Linked DNA regions of Mus musculus: regions 2, 3 and 4 are each linked to region 1. A link is a contact called in public HiChIP or PLAC-seq, capture Hi-C and promoter capture Hi-C data. All regions are on one chromosome and are shown on one strand. The core of a region is the stretch at or near the end of the contact, and the rest is flanking DNA. Distances in the headings are between cores, read along the strand shown.

What was found. HiChIP or PLAC-seq counts read pairs in DNA pulled down with a chosen protein or histone mark. Capture Hi-C pulls out chosen DNA fragments and counts their contacts.
Region 2: a contact with region 1 is called in an H3K27ac HiChIP or PLAC-seq map of microglia, with 3 times the contacts expected there. The contact joins two enhancer-like sites. A contact is called at or near these places in 6 of 484 Hi-C or Micro-C datasets (bone marrow, bone marrow-derived macrophages, conventional type 1 dendritic cells and 3 more), 5 of 115 datasets of contacts at active chromatin or transcription factors (cardiomyocytes, embryonic stem cells, microglia and 1 more) and 1 of 9 other capture datasets (bone marrow-derived macrophages).
Region 3: a capture Hi-C map of bone marrow-derived macrophages shows a contact between it and region 1, with 10 times the contacts expected there. The contact joins two enhancer-like sites. A contact is called at or near these places in 10 of 484 Hi-C or Micro-C datasets (the N1E-115 cell line, bone marrow-derived macrophages, cortical neurons and 7 more), 9 of 115 datasets of contacts at active chromatin or transcription factors (CD8 T cells, DN3 thymocytes, embryonic basal ganglia and 5 more) and 5 of 9 other capture datasets (adipose tissue, bone marrow-derived macrophages, embryonic stem cells and 2 more).
Region 4: a contact with region 1 is called in a promoter capture Hi-C map of adipose tissue. The contact joins two enhancer-like sites. A contact is called at or near these places in 5 of 484 Hi-C or Micro-C datasets (the N1E-115 cell line, bone marrow-derived macrophages, nephron progenitors and 2 more), 8 of 115 datasets of contacts at active chromatin or transcription factors (CD8 T cells, double positive thymocytes, embryonic basal ganglia and 5 more) and 3 of 9 other capture datasets (adipose tissue, liver and pancreatic islet).

What each region holds. Positions count from the first base shown.
Region 1 is chr13:113,588,339-113,591,038 of GRCm38.p6, reverse strand. No RefSeq gene overlaps it. Among named protein-coding and RNA genes, the nearest start is that of Snx18, 29 kb to the left of the region's middle. Within about 2 kb of position 1,283, at least 58 of the 459 cell types and tissues checked have an H3K27ac peak or open chromatin away from gene starts, as enhancers often do. A contact at or near this core is called in adipose tissue, bone marrow-derived macrophages, granulocyte-monocyte progenitors and 2 more, where this site is marked.
Region 2 is chr13:113,432,257-113,434,956 of GRCm38.p6, reverse strand. No RefSeq gene overlaps it. Among named protein-coding and RNA genes, the nearest start is that of Gm41071, 9.6 kb to the right of the region's middle. Within about 2 kb of position 1,281, at least 48 of the 459 cell types and tissues checked have an H3K27ac peak or open chromatin away from gene starts, as enhancers often do. A contact at or near this core is called in bone marrow-derived macrophages, granulocyte-monocyte progenitors, microglia and 1 more, where this site is marked.
Region 3 is chr13:113,335,624-113,338,323 of GRCm38.p6, reverse strand. All of the region lies in intron 5 of Cspg4b (chondroitin sulfate proteoglycan 4B), which reads right to left. Among named protein-coding and RNA genes, the nearest start is that of Gm41070, 27 kb to the left of the region's middle. Within about 2 kb of position 1,268, at least 21 of the 459 cell types and tissues checked have an H3K27ac peak or open chromatin away from gene starts, as enhancers often do. A contact at or near this core is called in adipose tissue, bone marrow-derived macrophages and microglia, where this site is marked.
Region 4 is chr13:113,353,956-113,356,655 of GRCm38.p6, reverse strand. All of the region lies in intron 8 of Cspg4b (chondroitin sulfate proteoglycan 4B), which reads right to left. It overlaps Gm41070 (a long non-coding RNA gene), which reads left to right. Exons shown (of 3, transcript XR_001781058.2): 3 at 847-984. Among named protein-coding and RNA genes, the nearest start is that of Gm41070, 9.1 kb to the left of the region's middle. Within about 2 kb of position 1,370, at least 47 of the 459 cell types and tissues checked have an H3K27ac peak or open chromatin away from gene starts, as enhancers often do. A contact at or near this core is called in adipose tissue, where this site is marked.

The DNA.
Region 1 (2,700 bases), core at 34-2,533:
CCGCTCTCCCTCAGCCCCGCTAGCCTTCCTTTCTCAAAGGACCTGCATGGGAAGACAGGAAGTGCTTGGCCCCTCTCACCAGGAACTGCATCCTGTGGTCCACACGAGCCGCTGAGGAGGAGTCTGTCCATTCCCATTGCTGTGAGTGTTAAAGCCCCAGTGAGGTCTTGTGTCTTTTCCCAGAGATCACACAAACTAAGGGGTGCCACTGCTGACGCTCATTCTGGAATCTGGCCGAAGCCTCTTAATCTTACCTGGTTCCATTGGGTGACATATGGCCGCTTTTGGACATTCTCTAAGACCCCTGATACTGGGTATATGGGAACCCTCGCATCCTTTGGCTGTGACATAAAGGTGTAGAAGACACATCTAAAATTTGCTTTGCGCCTGTTCTGCTGGGAGTACGAGCGTGTGTGGAACAGCTTTGTCTTAATAGGAAGAAGTGACTGAAGTCCTGACAGACTGGGAAGTTTGTCAGAGCTTATTGATGCTACCTAGCTCCCTCCCCATACCAGTAACTTGTGACGTAAGAATGACCATGGTTGAGTGTGGTAAGATGTTTGATCCCAGATGGTCAGGGTGTAGCTCTGACAAATGCTACTGGTCACACATGGGAGCAACGGACTGTTCTCCAGTGTTAATGTTCTGGTTACTAAGAGCACGGGAGGCTGCTGCTGTTGCTGTGCCAATGCTCTGGACAGGAACCCAGGAAAACCCCCACAATGGAAGCCTTTTGGCCCTACCCCAGGCCTCTGAGGTGGAGGGAAGTCAATCAGGATTGGTTTGTGGCCACAGCCCTGGAGGTCACAAGTTCGCAAAAGGCCCTGGTCCCTTAATGTCCCTACACCATCATTCTTGTGGTAGCCCTAGAGCTCTCAAACATGATAGTGGCTGTCTTGTCTTTTTTTTTTTTTAAGACATATTTATTATATATAAATACACTGTAGCTGTCTTCAGACACTCCAGAAGAGGGTATCAGATCTCGTTATGGATGGTTGTGAGCCACCATGTGGTTGCTGGGATTTGAACTCAGGACCTTTGGAAGAGCAGTCGGTACTCTTATCCAATGAGTCATCTCAAAAGCCCGTGGCTGTCTTGTCTTAGTCCATCCTTACTGGTAAAGTATTTGAGTCATGTACTGAGGGCAAGACTGATTGTCCTCATGAAGTTACGTTCAGGGGGGCTTGAAACACTCAAGAGAGTGTTCTATTGCCTTGTGACTTTGTTAGCCCGTTGAGAAATGGACTCTGAGGCTGAAGTCATATTTTCCCTGTGCTTCCCGTTTTCATACACTCCAGGAAATGACTCTCAGGCCCTCAGAGTTTGCTGGGTTGGCAGGCCTCTCTGCAAGCTGAGCCAGCACATCAGAAAAATGACGCTTTGGAGCCAGAGGCCTGGGTCCACCCCAAGCTGCTTCATACCTCGTATGACCTCAGGCAGTTGGCTGACCCATCTTTGTCTTGTGTTATGCGGTAGACCTCCTTAGAGTTTACGACACTGGGGACCTATTGATGCAGACCACCATGGAAAGTCCTTAGCCATTTTACAATTGTCTTCTCTAACAGATATTAGAAGCGATCATTGATTCCAGAATCAGGTAATGAGTGTCACACGACCTTGAGCTGCGAGTGTATGTGAATAACCTGCAGCCTATAAGGGCTTCGTGTGCCCAGCTGTGAATGTGACTCAGAACAAAACAGTGTGTGCTCAAGACATTGAGTTATTTTCATAACTCATTTGGACAATCCTTCATCTGGGGCTTCGTAAGTGACAACCACGTGCTGCGATGTCTGATGGCTCTGCACTCCTGGGCTTTTCTGATCTAGCTCTCCTATTTTTTAATAGGATATAGTGACTCCTCGACAAAGACAAGGCAACAGTTGAATGGCAAATGAACCCTGAGCTCAAGGATGGGAAGAGAGGGTAAAGCAAAGTTCCCTAATTATAGGGGACAAAGTGACAGGAAAGATTTGGAAAATGAGAACCATGGTGGCAACAGTGCCACAGAAAAATGAAGGAATCCCCAGTAGGGTCCCAAGCAGGCATGATGTTCCTGTTCGGTCCTGCCTTTCTTCTGCCCTGTGTGGACAGGCACAGGACCAAACCTTCCTCCAGCATCCCACTCCCCAGAGCCCAGCCCAGCCTCCTGAATCCTGCAAACCTGACTCCTATCACTCTCAGATGCGCTGAATGGATGATGGGGCTTGGGATTCCAGCTCAGGCTTCATCCTTTGGTACCACTCCCAATCCCTGAGCTTTCTAAGAGCTGAGTGCCAGTGTTTCTAGGAAGTTGTCCTATAGCTCTAGGCAAGAAGAAAGAGCGGAAGACGGCTCAGAATTCTGCTAGCTTGTTCTACATAGCACCATAGGGCCTACATAATGAAGTCTCAAATAAATAAGAAATCTATATGTGAGTTTAGAATTTCCAGAGAAAATCCAATGAAATAAGAGACAGAGCAGTATCCCACATGCTGCTCCAATGAATAAAACAAATGCTTATATGTGTGTGGATTGTTTCATACATACCCCCAGACTGGTAACAAGGTTATGTTGTTTGCTTTGGGGGCTGAAGATTTGGGGCAAAGAGAGGGGTGGCTGTTCATTGAAATCTCTGCTGGAGCTTTTGTGGATGAATGGTTATCTCTGGAATTTCAAACAAACAGAGCTGGAGATAAAATTTGAAATTAACCAAGGGACCAG
Region 2 (2,700 bases), core at 32-2,531, 160 kb after region 1:
TGTTTGTTCAGTGCTCCTCAGTCCTGGCCATTGCAAAGGCATTTGCCACAAAGTCCAGCTGGGTCACCTGCCTGCTGGAACTTGTGTTTCTGAGATAGTCATCTGAGGAAATGGGGAATGTGTCACATGAAGAGCCTGTCTTTAGACCTGCTAAGCCAGGACTGATTTAGATACCTGCAAGGATTTGCCTGGCTTCTGTTTCTTTTCCTTTAAGAGTGCTTGTGATGCTAGTTACAAATGGAAGATGTCCAATGCTTGAAACAGAATGTCAGGGGGAGGAGAAGAGAAGGAAGAAGGTGTTTCCCTGTTTACATGTTAGGAAAACCTTTGTAGAAAAAAAAAAAGATTATTCCACCACTGAACCTGGCCTTCCCTGGCCACCTCTTTTATTTCTATATTGGCGGATGTTTGCTTATTTGGTTTTTGTCTGTGTTAGGCAGGCAAGTCCCACACCTACCTGCTTGCTTTTCTTTGTATACTAATGTTCTTAGACAAGCCATCATCAGTGGTGTACAGTAATGATTTTATTTAAAATATTACTTCATGTTCTGTCCACATTCTACAGAACTTAAATGAATCTCAGAACCAATACCAAGATGCCATCTGTGCAAGCCCATTGATAAACTTGAGCTTTCTCTGACCAGGCCTACTTCCATCATATTCCCAAAGCTCTCCCGAGATTCTCTATATGAAATTTCGTGCCATTATTCCATTAGCATGGCTTCTTTGGATCCTGAAGCAGAAGTTTTAAACATTTTGGGAAGGCTTACTTATAATTAAGAATAACACTTAACGATAGTGTTATACAGTAGAGAGTAACCTCAACAATCGCAGTGCCCAGGTGCGACAGAAGCCATGCGTGCTCAAAAACAAAAACAAAAACAAAACAAAAAACCAAAAACCTGAGCACAGAAAAGTGGGTGCCAAGGTACCAGAAAAGAAAGTATAAATTGGTTTATTCACAGTCCAGCTACCAAACCAAATGAGTCTCTCTGACTTCTACTCTGCAATCCCTGATTTATATATTACAACGAGGACCAATGGGCAGTTATAATAACAGAGCTCAACCATCTAATGAGATGGGAATCCAAACTGACTTTAGACTTTGAGATGAGAAGAGGGTGAGCACCAGGAGTTATTAGTGGTCAATCCACATGTGGTCCCAGGGGATAAATCGGAAGTGGCTTGGGAGTAAGAAGGGACTCTAAAGAGGGTAGAACAGATGGTGCAATTCTTTCTCAAGTGAGCCTGTTTCCTGTCTCCTGTTCTTGTTCCCACAATAAGATTCTGTGTTGAGAAACAAGAAGCAAACTGCCCACAGCTACTGCACACAGCACAGCCACAGGCCTATCAGACAGTTACCAGAAAGACGAAGAAACTCTCTTTTTTACTGAGGGGTGTGTGTGGGGGGCGGGGAAGAAGAATAATCTTCTCAAGCTACTCCAAACCTTTCTACCCAAAGGGGCTTCCGAAGCCACAGTTCAGATGATCACACGGACAATCCCTGCCGCTGGGCTCCCTCACCCTCTGGCCTGACCAGGGCTTCCTGGGAAGGAAGTCCTTCATCAGAGGCATAAAGTTCAAGTTGAGATGACTGGTAACAGCTATCTGCAAGTTTAAATAATTCTAAAGAACATGCAGCCACAACACGGAGTTCATTAAAGATGCTGGTATTACTCTTGCTTCAAAGCAGATGATCAAATAAAACTTAGGAACATAGTTTTCCTAACTCTGGGCCATTGTCAACCTCCTTAAATGCCATATAAAGAATCAAGCGTAAAAAAAATGGAAATGTCTCTCAGAATGGAATCTTTCTTTGAAAAGAAAAATGTATGCATTGTTATTGAGAGGAAAGAAATCGTGTATTGCTTACCATACTCAAGTCTAATATGTTGGGCTAAAATTTTAGAAATGGTAATGATATTATAATTATCAAATCATTTATTTGATACCGGCAGGTGGTAAGTTCAATAATAGCTCAGAGATTTAAAAATATATATCATTTGCAACAACCTGAGATTCACAAGTTTGGAACAGTGAAAACAAATTTAAAATAGAAATAATGATTGCCTTTAGAGCTAAGAGTTTATACACTGATCATGGCTCCTTGCTCTGTAACTCCTAAATTAACACCTCTAGAAATTTACCTAGAAATACATTCATAATTCACATGCCTAAAAATGGAAGTTATCTTTAAGAATCACCATCTGCTTCATAAAAGAACTTAATATTTAGAAAATCAAATCTTCTTCAAATTATGATTAGGTGCAGAACCTGGTATCAAATTAAAGTTGAGCAGCTACCTAGCCTTACTGCCATTCTCATCTGTTAAGTGGAGAGAAGGCATCCAAACTGTAGGAGCCTACAGATGTGCTAAGGTTGAAATGCCTCACCTGAGTAAGTGTTATGATGGTCCTAATATTGCAGAATTTATTAGCACCATGTGCCCAGTACTCTTTTACATTCAAAGATTACTAAGCAGGAAAGACATGAATCTCTGCCTCTAAGGATAGAACAAACATATAAGCAACTACAAACAGCTAAATCAGTTATATAAGAGTTATTATATATATATATGAGTTATAATAGGGCTAGTGAGATGAGTCAGGGGGTAAAATGCTTGCAGCCAAGCCATGCTTGAGTTTGATTTCTGGAGCCCTTATAGTAGAGAGAGGACTGCTTCCGTTAGTTGTCCTCTGA
Region 3 (2,700 bases), core at 19-2,518, 250 kb after region 1:
TACGTGGGCCTGTTTAACAGTACCATGACTGCCAGTTTCAGGCTTTACATTTTTAAATCATTCCCTGTAGCTTATTTTTATTTCTTCAGGAATGAAAATTAACTTGAGAATGTGCTGTCATTTTCCTTCCTGTAACTTGTAGACCCTGATTATTTTTTCCCAATCAGGAGCTTAGAAGAGTTATTTTTCCACTGTAGTTCCTCTAAGGCCAAACACTGCTTTCCCCTGTCACCTCTGGAATATACCACCTTCTAAAACAAATGGGGAACCTGTCACTAGCTCAATTAGCAGTCCCATTGCTTCAAGGGAAGCTCTAGTTTAGAGCCCAGCATTGGGTCACAGTAACTTCAGATATGTGGAGAGAGGGACAGCAATGAGCTCAACCTTGAAGCCAGATTTGAAAGTTATGTAAGGTTCAATAAGCAAGTGTCTGAGGACAAACCACACTTGCCCTGAGGACAAGCCACACTTGCCCTGAGGACAAGCCGCACTTGCCCCTGGGGGTAGTACACGAAAATTCACCTCTGCTTGTTAGAGGAAGAGAGGCTGACCTCCTGAGTTACCAACTGTGTCTACCCAATGTCATCATAGTTGTGCTATCAACATTTAAAGACTCTGGCCTTTGGATCAGGTTTCAGGGGAGTTGTATAGAGTACTCTGATGAGCTGCCCTGCTGTGTGGCATTCTGGAAGGCCACTGACTTTTACAGCCTCCACGCTTCCACTGCACCTGGTTTGCAAAGCTCCTTCTAGTTATTCTAAATAATTGCCAAAAACAAATAAGTGTGTGTGGGGGGTGTATCTCCAAGGGACAGTCCTTGATTTGCACACACTGGGTCCTGGGTTCAATCCCCAGCACCATACAAAGCCAAGCCAAGCCTATCTTTAAAGTAAAAACAAGGCAAAGCATTATAGTATTATATTACAGGTCTTTTTTGAAAAATGGGAAAATGAAGCCCCCTCGTGGCCAGAATTTTATGTGGCCTGTGTAAAACACCACTTAAACTCAAAAGCACTCTTAAGAATGGATTTGAAATGTAAGTGAAGAAAATATCTAATAAAGTAATTTTAAAAATCGAACGACAACAACAAAAAAAGAAGGATGGATTTCAGAGCAGAATACAAAGGAGTCACTAGGGATAGCATAACTCTGAATCTGCTTTGTCAGAGCACAAATAAATGACCCCATTCATGGCCCCCAATTCCCTTAGAGATGGGCCCGCCCGCCAGCCCTGCAGTTTAAGGATGTGTCTTGTTCCTGCAGGAGAAAGGCCTCACTTGAAACCCTACACCAGAGAAGGCAATGCTTAGACTCTGCTCTGAATCCCCAACCAGAGTCCACCATGCCACCAGGATCAATTCCCACCTCTCCCACGCTCTTCTCCAAAGCAGACTGGGGTGGACACCCTTGCTATCTACAGGCCCTGGCAAGACTGGGAGGAAGAAAGCCATATAAGGTCACCTGAAAGCTTTAATAAAATGCAGATTGGAGAGAACATGAAATCTGGGTCAGGAAAAGGTACCTGCTACCAACCTGAGGGTCTGAGTGTGCCCCTGGGACCTGCATAGTCGAAGGGGAAACCAACTCTTTGCAAGTTGTCTTCTGACATCAATACTTGTGTATGGTGTGTGTGTGTGTGTGTGTGTGTGTGTGTGTGGTCCCTTTACCGTATATCCCAAATAAATCAATGTGATTTTAAAAACCCATAAATCTGAAGGCCTTGTGGAAGTCACATTTTGCCTCTGTCCCAGATTCTCTCTCTGCTTAATGTTGTTATTTGGGCTAGTCATATCTACTGCCCATATCACACATCCCACCACTAGTCTCTCCAGCCCAGACCATGCTCATTATAGAAGTAGCTTACCTCCAAGCCACACCCCAGCCCTTTACTTCACCCCTACCCTTAACTCTGTGGGAAGCTCATACTTCCTCCAGGTTCTTGGGTTCCTATACTGTAACTGTGCAGGAGAAAGCAGTAGTGCTTCATTGTGATCACAAGTTCACACCTTAACTCTGCTATATCCCCGAGGCTCTGTCTGTCTGTCAGCCAGTCTGTCTCTCTTGCAATCTTAGCCAAGAGTCTCCTGTGCTATAGTTTTCCCCTTTTTTCAAATAAAAACGATACCCTACAGAGTTGTTGAAGGCTTGTGTCACAGGCTGAGCCCAATACCAGGCACAGAATAAACATTTCAGCAGTATTAGCTACCGTGTGACCAGAAAGTGGTCATTATCTTCATCAACCAATTGCTCTGAAATAAAGAGAAGAAATGCTGCTGTCAGAAATGATCCCTACATTTGAGAGGAACTACCCACACATCTGCTACTAGACAGTGTGCTCAGTTAGCCGTGGCTTTAACTAAGTGCATATGCTGTCCACATTCACATCCAGAAAAATGGACAGACCTGATAATCCTTTAATATTATTGGGAGTTGATTCATGACACTCCCTGCAGTGTGGTCAATGCGCTTAGCTGTTCCATGCTAATTTGCCATCATTGCCAGCCACTCTGGTGGGAAAGGGAGAAATAGCTTGAAAACAAAGATAACTGGGGGCAGAAACTAATAGCATATCTTGGATCCTGTGAACTGCCTAGAGCAGACTTTCTAAGAGACGAAGGCTAATTCCTGGCTGCTGCTTGGCTCTTTTTCTATTTGAAATTAAGTTGAGATTGATAATAGATATTATCATTGTGCTTCAAA
Region 4 (2,700 bases), core at 121-2,620, 230 kb after region 1:
ACGACTGAGCAAACCCCAGTCCAAGAGAAAGGCCCCCTGTCCTCTCCACCGTTCTTTGACTTCCCAAATGTTCTAAAGCTGACTGATGGTCAATCTGAGCTGTCATACGATGACTGGGAACTGACCTGGGTACCACTTGATAGAAGTTATAAACTTCAGGCGGTGCCAAAGCCCCCTCGCCATCTGCATGTGGAAAAGGAGGCAGTGTGTGGGAGGGGCAAGAAGAAAGGCTAATTTCTTTCTGTTCTCAAACCATACAGAAAATGCCCATTTCTAAACATATATGCTAACCAGGATTGGAATGTTTTCAGTGTTGTTTAATGTGTATACGTGGTGTAATGTGTGTGTGTGTGTGTGTGTGTGCACACATAAGTGTGTATATGCTTTAACCCATGCTTACACATGCAGAGGTCAGAACAGTCCTTTTATGTGTCTGCTGGGAATGTGAACTCAGGCCTTCTGCTTGCACAGCAGATGCTCTTAGCCCTAGAGCCATGTCCTTATCCCTGGAATACATTCAGATCAATGCATGTTTACTATATTAGTTGGTGGTATTCCTCTCTGTCTTGATATAAATTTAACATTTTGTTGTTTTCTGGCCTTGCTTTTATAAAGTATGCACTGTAGTTTGGATCTGAAATGTCCCCCAGAACCCCATGTGTTAAGGTTTGTTCTCTGGCTTTTGAATTACTGGGGTTCCCTGGCTTTGGAGTTATTGGGGTGGGGGTGGGACCTTGAAGAGGTGGAGAAACCATTGAGGGTGAGTTAGGTGAGTGGGAATGAGCCCCTGAGGGGACATTGCAACCTTCGCCTCCATGTCCTGTCTTCTCTCTTTGTGCTTCCCAGCCTTCAGGAAGTAAGCATTTCTCTACCTGTGTGCCTCACCAGGATGCTCTGCCTCTCAAGCCTTAAAGCAAGTGACAGCTGACAAAGGACTGAAGCTTCAGCAGCCGAGCCAAAATAAACCTGTTCCCCTCCACACGATTCCTCTCAGATACTCTGTTACAGCATCAGAAAGCCCTTGAATGCCGTGTGTGTGTGTGTGTGTGTGTGTGTGTGTGTGTGTGTGTGTGTGTAATAGGCACTATCACACCAAAGCTATCTATGAGCCCGAAAGGACCAGAGTTTTCCCTGGATTTCTCTGTAGTCTTCCTCACATCATTGACTTTCTTTATGACGGTTGAGGCGTAAAGAGAGACAAGGTATTCAAAAGTGACAAACATAGATGTTGGAAAACCCTGAGCTTGTCAGCAGCAGCTCCCAGCGGCTCCCCTCCTCCCCGCACATCCCTCTTGCCCTGTCAGAACAAGTCCTTGGAGACGTCCGTCCTCAGGCCCCTTTGTTCCCCCAGCCTGGCAGCCTGGGCTCTGGCCAGGGATGGAACACTTGGTCCCTGCATGAGACCTCTTCTATTTCCTTAGCTCTCTTCTCTCATCATCCCCTAGGGAAATGTATTTGAGAACACTAGGAACTCTCTAAAGGAAACAATAAGTGGGTCATAGGTGGAGCAAATGTCATTCTCCTCTGATGACCTCATTTCCATTCATTAAATGACTGTTGCACATCAGGGCAAACACCAGCCAGTTCCAGTGTAGCAGAAAATTGCCTTCCCCTGGGAAACTCCTTTTAAATATGAGAAATAGAAAGGGACTTTTCACATTTCCAAGAACAAAAAGCTAAGCATCAGCCTCAAACCCCATCTAATTAGTGTTTATAATCCTTAGGATGTCCGGTCACCTCACCACCCATCTTGAATACCAGCTGGACTTTCTCAGTCATCGTGATGCCAGCTCTCCTCAGTGAAAGTCTTTAGCATGGCCCACACAGGTCACCTTAAGCAACTGCTCTGTGATGTCCACCCCCCTAGGGGACAGCTAATGTAGCCTCTATGACTGACCCCTTGAAGCTCAGACCCACCTGAGGGTAGGTCACATGACTACCTCTAAGTTACCATGTGGCCTCCTGGAACAAGTACCTGTCTGATTTCATCTTACCCACTCAAATGCCCCCTTGGAAAAGCTGCTTGGACAACACTCTGGATCCAACAGAAGCTTGGTCTTTGAGTGTCTCTCTCTCTGTGTGTGCTTCCTGACTTTGTATGCACATGGCCTTTGGGTGTACCAGGTGCCCATATGATGTACAAATAATATAGTGTTTCTAGCTTGTGTCTCTCCTGATCATTAGAAGAATACTTTCCATCTCCACAACCCTCAATTAAGTGTGGGAAACATGCTATACTCTTTACATCTATTACTGTCTTAGCCACATTTAACCGGTTAGGGGAAAGCCCTGGTTAATTTGACAGGAGCATGACCTAGAATCCAGAGCCCTGGGCTCCAGTCTTGGCTCTGCTATCAATAGGCTGTGTAACCATGCGAACATGCATGCTTTAGGTCTGAGTCTGCATACATGAACATGGTTTCAACAATCACTGCTATGACTCCTCCCGTTTTCAAGACAACAAAACAGGTTTAACACCTATGTGATTTGCTGAGTCACAGAGGGAGCCTAGATCTCCTGGTGTTGTGCCAAAAAACTTCTGTACAGTCCCAGAAGTTACCAGTAGGTCTCAGATACCTAAACTATAAAATCTCTCCACATACCAAACAACAAAGCCACCAGATGGCTGTCGTGTGGAAATTCTACGAACTACAACTATATCTGAGACAAGGTTTCAGGGAGAAAGAAATTATTATATCA